2 separate regions of the Ovis canadensis genome follow, and region 2 is linked to region 1. The links are chromatin contacts, called in public Hi-C maps. All regions are on one chromosome and are shown on one strand. The core of a region is the stretch at or near the end of the contact, and the rest is flanking DNA. Distances in the headings are between cores, read along the strand shown. Region 1 has its middle 18 kb from the start of PLEKHG6. Region 2 holds the start of CD9 (CD9 molecule).

Region 1 (4,114 bases), core at 196-2,695:
CAAAAAAATCTTTTAAAAAAGAACTGAACTCAAAAGAGATCAAAGACCTAAATGTAAGAGCTAAAACTAGAAAACTTTAGAAGAAAACATATGAAAGTTTGTGCGACCTTTGATTAGGCAATGGATTCTTAGAAATGAGAACAAAAACACAAGCAATCAAGGAGGAAAAAATACAAATCAGTTGGACCTCATCAAAAATAAAACTTTTGCGGTCAAAGAACACAAATAAGAACATGAAAATACAGTTCACAGAATGGGAGAAAATATTTGCAAATCATATATAAGATAGGGAGCTAGTGTCCAGACTATGAAAGGAACTCTTACAACTCAATATTAAAAAGATCACCTAGTTAAAAAATTGGGCAAAGAGTATGAATAGACATTTTTCCAAAGAAGGTAAACAAACGGTCAAAAATCACATGGAAAGATGTTTTTAACATTATTAGTTACTGGGGAAATGTAAATCAAAATGATAATGAGATGCTACTTCACATCCACTAGGATAGTTATAATAATTATAATATATAATTATAATACAACAGCATCGACAAGTGTTGGTGAGAATGTGGAGAAAGTAGAATCCTCATACATCGCTCCTGGGAGTGTAAAATATTTCAGCTGCTGTGGGAAGCAGTTTGGCAGTTCCTCAAAAGGTAAAATACAGAATTACCATCTGACTCAGCAATTTCATTCACGTACACCTGAGACAATTGAAAATATTCATTCACACACATGCTCGTGCATGAATGTTCACAGCAGGATTATTCAAAATAGCCCCAAACCAGAAACAATCCAATGTCCATCTACCGATGAATAAATAAGCAAAATGGGGTCTATCCATACAGCAGAATATTATTCAGCTGTAAAGAGGAGTCAAGTACTATTACGTGCCACAACATGGATTAACTTTGAGAATATGGTGCTGAGTGAAGGAAATCAGAGAGAAAAGACCACCTAGCGTAAGAAGCCATTTATGTGGAAATATCCAGAACAGGCAAAGCCATAGACGACAGGAAGTAGATTAGCAGTTGCCAGTGGTTGGGGGAAGAAGAGAATTTAGACTAACAGCTAATAGGTATGGGGTTTCTTTTTAGGGTGATAGGAATGTTCTGGAAATTAGATAGCATTGATGGTTGTACAACAGAGTGAATATACTAAAAATATACACTTTAAAATGGTGAATTTGGGGACTTACCTGGTGGTCCAGTGGTTAGGAGTCCACACTTCTATTGCAGGGGGCAAGAGCTTGATCCCTGGTCAGGGAACTAAGACCCTGTATGCCATGTGGTGTGGCCAAAAAAAAAAAACTAAATTAAAAAAAAGTGAATTTTATGCTATGTGAATTGTATCTCAGTAAAAATGCTAAAACAAAACAGAACTGACGTGAACTCCTCTGCCCTCCAGCATCTATGTACTTCCCAGGGCTTGGCAAAAGGAAGCAGGTTCCTGTACTTCTATTTCTATGACCATGTTGAAAAGAATGTAGCCTTCGTGACTGCAGTTTGACTCACGATGAAAATGTTTTCTATTTCCTCCAACACTGAATTAGGTTCAGGACACATATTGAGGACTGTCAGTGGTTCTCTGAATTCAGCAGTGTTCAAACCAACATTCATGGAATGATAACAATAACTCACCTTCATTGAGTACTTCCTTAATTTTTTAACTGCTGGGTGTTGACCTCCGTGGCAGCATGCGGAGTCTTCAGTTGTGACATGCGAACTCTTAGTGGCAGCATGTGGGATCTAGTTCCTTAAACAGGGATTGAACACAGGCCCCCTGCACTGGGAGCCCGGAGCCTTAGCCACTGCACCACCAGGGAAGTCCCCATTGAGTGTTTTCGATATGCCAGGCATTGCTTTCTGTGTAGTTCTTCGCTAATCTTAACCACCTCTGTAGGAAACAGGCATTATTATTGCTGTTAACAGCACCATTCCCACTTTTCAGAGGGAGAAACTGAAACAGGGTCGGAAGATCTCCTTTGTTAGAATTCCAAGGTATCTTTTTCATTTACCAAATAACCTCTAATAAAACATTGTCCTCTGGCAGTAGAACATTTTAGAGATAAGCAGAACAAAAATTCAGTGACTGCTTTGCCATCATCTATGTTTTCCCCTTTCTAAAAGCTATTGCATAGTCTGGATATGAAACTTTTCACCTGGAGACTTGAATGTTGGCATCTGCACCTAACGGCGATTGCTCATGAACTCGGCGTGCCATTGTTCTAGGACATCCTGCAGTGGCATTTCATCAAACTGCTTTCTTGCCAAGTGTTTATATCACTAGCTCCACAACTGGTTCGTCTGTCTTTTCTGTTGTGTCTTTTCTGTTCTTTTGCTCTGAAGAGTGAGGGCAACTAGAAGTGATATGCCTATTTGGGGGCCTTTTTGGGGGCCTATTTGGGGGCCTTTTTTCATCTCTACCAAGAAATTAAATTTTTATCCTGGGAAATGCTATATTGGGCTTATTCTGGAAAAAAAAATCAGTAGGCTTTAACCTGTGACCAGTACACAGGTTTTGATGACTTTGAGCCTTGATTTGACATTTTAGAGTTGATAATGCACTGGGGACGGGGTGAATCGTCAACAAAACCCAGCTTCTGGGACTTCCTCGGTGGTCCAGTGGTTAAGACTCCATGCTTCCATTCCAGGCTTCCACTGGTTTGGTTCCTGGTCAGGGAACCAAGATCCCACATGCCACATATTGTGGCCAAAAAAAAAAAGACTCCCAAACCCTCCAGTTTCCAGCTAATGTTTATGGTAGTTCCTATTTGCAGTTTCTCTTTTTCTTATTGTGTGAAATAATCACTCATATTTTCCTTCATCCCAGCCCCTTTGGACATATCATACCCCACTGAATGCTGCTCACACTTTATGGATGGCATTGTTCTGAGTAGTCAGATCCCTATTACTATCTTCATCGCCGCTTTTATGAGTCAAGGAAGCACTTTTGAGGCATTGATGATTTTTTTCTAATTTGGGGCTATAACAGCAGGGCAATAGGGACGTATAAGGCACATTCTACAAGGTAAACAAAACTGCATACGAAAGAAAAATGATTTGCCAGTGTCAACTACTCCCACTGACGAAATATTTAAGAACATGAAATATTTAAGATGGTAGTAACTATTAACATAACGAGACGCAGTGATAGCTGTAATCAATGCCACATTTCAAATTTGTGAAAAGTGGCGAACTAGGGTGCTTATTCGGAGAAGGCACTGGCACCCCACTCCATAGGAGTCGGACAGGACTGAGCGACTTCACTTTGACTTTTCACTTTTATGCACTGGAGAAGGAAATGGCAACCCACTCCAGTGTTCTTGCCTGGAGAATCCCAGGGACGCGGGAGCCTGGTGGGCTGCTGTCTATGGGGTCGCACAGAGTCGGACCGACTGAAGCGACTTAGCAGCAGCAGCAGCAGCAGCAGGGTGCTTATTGGGCTTCCCTGGTGGTGCTAGCAGTAAAGAACCCGCCTGCCAATTCAGCAGACCTGAGACGCAGGTTCAGTCCCTGGGTTGGGGAGATCCCCTGGAGGAGGGCACAGCAACCCACTCCAGTATTCTTGCCTGGAGAATCCCATGGACAGAGGAGCCTGGCGGACTGCAGTCCATGGGGTCGCAAAGAGTCGGAGACGACAGAAGCGACTTAGCACACACGCAGGGTGCTGATTACCTCTTCCCCTAAAACTACCCTCAGTCTACCTGTGGGCTCAGTGATACAATTTGCCTTGGAAACATTTCAAAGGGGCAAGATATTTTAAATTCCTCAGAGATAGGCTGTGGGGAAGATGACAGAACAAAGTAGACAAAGGCCATCCGAGGTGCTGAGAGAGCCTGGTAGCCTGGACTCGGAATCTTGCAATTCTCCCCCTTGGCCTGGGAATCCTATGCAACCGTTCTATGTCACCACCAGAGGGCGCTGTAAAACTAGAGATGGCAGCCTTGAACCCGCTGAGTCGCTTTAGTCATTCCCAGGCGTTATTGGTCTTTTTAAACTTTCTTTCTTTCTGTTTTTTTAAGACAAAATCTTCCATGAAACGGTCTAGATGTTCTTTCATTTTGTTCTTTTCTTTCACAGTTCATCCCACAGCCAGCTTAAATCCCTTGACTATC
Region 2 (4,337 bases), core at 1,658-4,157, 83 kb after region 1:
TCATCCAACTGGGTATGGTGGCTAGAGGTGACAGAAAGTGCACTGGGTACACTGCAGCCCATCAGACTTGTTTTCAAATTTATCTCTGTTGCTCTCCAGCCATCTGACCCTGGCTAAGTTACAGAACCTCTCTGGGAACTGGTTTCCTGGTCATTGGTAAAAACGGGGATAATGCTTTCTGCTCTGACCGTATTGTGGAACTTGGAAAAGGACTTTGCAGGCTGTACCGTGCTGCACAAGGGATCACAGTGTTCCTTTACTCCATCACCTCCTAGGAGATGAGGGCTTCGTCTCTATAGGGACCTTAATACAGGAGTACTGAACAATGGGCTTCCCTGGGGGCTCAGTGGTAACGAATCTTCCTGCCAATGCAGGGGATGTGGGTTTGATCACTGGGTCGGGAAGATCCCCTGGAGAAGGAAATGGCAATCCACTCTAGTATTCTTGTCAGGGAAATCCCACACACAGAGGAGCCTGGTGGGCTACAGTCCACGGGGTCATAAAAGAGCTGGACACAACTTAGCGACGAAACAACAACAGCGACAACAATAGCTGATTCAGATTCATGCAGCTATTGCTTACCCCCCACACCACCCGTTGCCAGGCCCCCTTGTTGGTTTTGCGATGGAGAAGTAAGAGGACAGGACCTAAAGGATCCAGGGGCTGAGGTATTGGCTTGGTTCCCGTGATGCTGATCGGATCAGCCCAGTTCCGGTTCCCACCTCTTTACTGTGAAGAAGTTGGACAGGATGACCTCGAAAGTCATTCCTAATTCTACACCCAAAATGAGTCATCTCTGTTTCAGGTGACACTGCCCATCAGCAGCACTGATGCCCAGGTTGGGGCAGCTCTGGACATGGGTGGGGTGGCAGGCTGGAGGCTGCCGGAGAGGTCTGGGAGTCGCCCACCAGGCTCTGCCAAGCTCTTCTGTCCATGGCATTCTCTAGGCAATAATACTGGAATGGCTTCCTGTGCCCTCCTCCTCCAGGGGATTTTCCCGACCCAGGGGTCGAACCCATGTCTCTTGGTGGGTTCTTTACCACTAGCGCCACCTGGGAAGCCAAGGAGTCACCAGGGGACTAGCAGGGGAAAGAAGGTGCTAGGGAGGGGCTAGAGGAAAACTCCTTAAAGGACTAGGGTGGGGAAAGGCGGGGCTAGCCCGCCTTCCACATTCTTTTCTGGTGTCTTGGTTGGGGTGAGGAGGAAGCCAGGTTGGCAGCTAGCTGGGTGGCTGCTGGGACTGATGGGAACAGAGGGTCTCCCTAGAGCAGGCCCTGGACTGGGCAAGGCACGTCTATGCTCCACCTTCACTAGGGCAGGTGTTTGGTGTGATGACTTGAACAAGGGCAGGTCCATCTCATACCCCGTCAGCTCCAGGGAGAGGAGCAAATCTTGTGAGACTTTCCCCTGGGGCTCATGGGGAAACAGATCCGAGTGAATAAGTAGTTTTGTTACAAACCTCCTGTGGCATGCCCCTGCTTCTATAGCCATCTCTCTCTGGAGAGCGGCACAGGGTCTGCCTTTCCAAATGCCTTCCTAATGGCAAAGGGGAAAAACCGTCCACCTGTGAGCGGGGGAAGTGACCCTGGAACTAGGACACCAAGTCCCCTACCCCTTGCCTCTGTCTCTGGGGGGCCCCTTAATCCCCCTAGGGAGGGCTCCGAGGGGCCTCTCCCCTTCCCCGCTGCCCGCCTCAGGCTGCCGTAGGCTGAGAAGCTGCCAGTGGCCGGCAGCGGGAGTCCTGGAACTCCCAGGCCTGCGTCCTCCCCAGGTGACAGTCCGCTCCCGGTGGCCCCACCCGGCTTCTGGGTGGGCTGGCGGGGGAGGAGGTGGGGTGGCCACCTGATCCCTCCCGGAAATGGAGAAACACGGGACTCATCCCACGCGGGCGCCGATAAGCATCGGCCCCAACTCTTCCCCAACTGCCTCGGAGTTCTCTCCAGTCCAGATACTTATCGCCCTTTGGGGAAAAAAAAAAATCAAGACAAGCTAGTCTTTCAGGTAGTTTCGAGGGAGCTCGGACTTTCTCACGCCGGCTCAGAATCAGTCTGAGAGCTCGGGGATGCAGGAGGGACCCCGACTTTCATTCACGAATGGGGTCCCGGGACACCGACATCCGCGGTTGGGGCGTCCCTTCCCCTCCCGTGCAAACGTGCCAACAGCTCTTGGCTGAGCGTCCCCGGCGAGTCATTAGTCCCTTTTGGCGTCCGCATCCTTCCCCTCCTCGCGGCCCCGGATACTCGGGGGACCCCGCCCGGGTCACGAGCCGCACAGTCCGCCACAGCCTCCCACGATCAGGGCCTTAAGTCCCCAGCAGAGGGGTGCTCTGATTCTTCCTCCTGCACTCTGAGGGGCTCGGGGTGGGAGCATACACCAACTCCAACCGCAGCTCATCAGGGCTCGTCAGCCGCCCGCCTCGCTTCGGACGCGCCCCAGACCAACCCGCCCGCCCCGCCCGTCTCGACTCGGGCCGAGGAGTTAGCTGGCGGCCGCAGAGCCCTCTCCTCCCCGCCAGGAGTCTTCCCCGCGCAGGCGGGGCGAGTGCCCGGCAAGACCGATCGCGGACTGAGTGCGCCGGGCGGACAGGTGGACCCCGAGAGGAGCGCGCGGCCGTCCACTCACTCACCCAGAAGATGAAGTTAAATCCGAAGAGCAGGTATTTGATGCACTTGGTGCCTCCTTTGACCGGCATGATGCGAGCTAGAGTGGCCTGGGTTGGACAGATGTGAAACGGGGCCGCGTGAGGCCGGGACGGGCGGGACCGGGCTGTGGACTGAGGTGCGCGCGGCTGCTGGCTGGCCTCGGGGCTGCACTTTTAAAAAGTGCCACTCCTCGGGCGCGCGACGCCGCGGTGCGCATGTGCCGGGTCCCGGCCCCGCCCCGCCCACGCCCCGCGGGCCCCGCCCCCGGCCCACCTGCCACGCCCCGCCCAGGTCCGGGGGCCCGCGGCTCGTCCCGCCTCTGTCTCAGTGCTCCCCACCTAGTTGGCCGGACCTGACTTCCCGCCTTGCCTTCCCTTTTCTCCCAACCGTCCTGGAGTCTTTCTAGGACGTCATCCTTGGCCGATTTCATCCTGGAATTATGTGAAGGCCTCACTCCTCTCGGTTCTCTCCTGGATTCTGCCCCTCCCGAGCCCTCTGCCCTAGGGAGAACTTCCGCGGTGGGTGGTGAGGGCAGAGGCCCCTTACCCAAGGTGGAGCGCAGAATGAGGGCTCTTCTTGCTTGGGGCCCGATTTGAAGAGAAACTGCCCTGTTTCTGTCTCCCTGGGGTGGCTCCTTGTACACTTTAACTCTGAAGCACACTCTTCACTCGGCACATGGAGGCTTGCCTTCCGGATGGGAGGATTCGTAGGGGCTTATGGAAGTAATCCTGAAATACCATCAATGAATAGTAATAGGTCTGAGAGCTGGACAATGTGGGGTTGCTTCCTGGATCTGTGGTTTAGATGCCCCAGAGAAGAGAAAGGCTGTAGCCTGGCTTCTGTTCTTGCCTCTTCCCCTCATCACCCTCCTTCTTGCCCTTGCCACTGCCCACTGTCACATCTTTGAGCTCCTGTGCCAGAGTTCTTAGGGTGTTTCTCCTCTGCTCCAAAATGTCCAGCAAATGACAAATGTTGGTTAGGATGTGGAGAAAAGGGAACCCTCCTAGATTGTTGGGCTGTGCTTAGTCACTCAGTTGTATCCAACTCTTTGCGACCCCATGGACTGCAGCCCACCAGGCGCCTCTGTCCATGGGATTATCCGGGCAAGAATACTGGCATGGGTTGCCATGCTCTCCTCCAGGGGATCTTCCCAACCCTGGGATTGAACCCAGGTGTCCCGCATTGCAGGCAGATTCTTTACCATCTGAGCCACCGGGGAAGCCCCCAAAACTGTTGAGAGGGAATACAAATTGATACAACCATTATGGAAAGCAGTATGGAGGTTCTTTAAAAAATTAAAAATAGAACTACGCAGCAATTCCACTCCTGGGTATTTGTCCAAAGAAAATGAAAACACTATTTGGAAATATATTTGCACCCCTATGTTCATTGTAACATTATTTCTAGCAGCCAAGATATGGAAACAACAGAAGTGTCCATCAATAGATGAATAGATAAAGAAAAAAATATATATATGATGAAATATTACCCATAAAAAGAAGGAAAACTTGCAACCACATAGATGAACCTAGAGGGTATTTTGCTAAGTGAAATAAATCAGAGAGAGAAAGACAAATGGAATCCAAAAAAAAAAAAAAGTATAACTAACCAGAAACAGATACAGAGATACCAACAGTTGGTTGCCAAGTGGAGGTGGGTAGGGGGAGGAGAGAAATAGGTGAGGGAGATTAGGAG

Evidence for each region. A called contact is a pair of places that touch in the nucleus more often than the background predicts.
Region 2: a Hi-C map of fibroblasts shows a contact between it and region 1, with 4 times the contacts expected there. The contact joins the promoter of CD9 here to the enhancer-like site in region 1. A contact is called at or near these places in 2 of 2 Hi-C or Micro-C datasets (fibroblasts and lung).

Annotation. Positions count from the first base shown.
Region 1 is chr3:215,768,601-215,772,714 of ARS-UI_OviCan_v2, forward strand. No RefSeq gene overlaps it. Among named protein-coding and RNA genes, the nearest start is that of PLEKHG6, 18 kb to the left of the region's middle. Within about 2 kb of position 1,446, the one cell type or tissue checked has open chromatin away from gene starts, as enhancers often do. A contact at or near this core is called in fibroblasts, where this site is marked.
Region 2 is chr3:215,849,801-215,854,137 of ARS-UI_OviCan_v2, forward strand. It overlaps CD9 (CD9 molecule), which reads right to left and starts at 2,908. Exons shown (of 8, transcript XM_069585885.1): 1 at 2,627-2,908. The coding sequence starts at 2,692.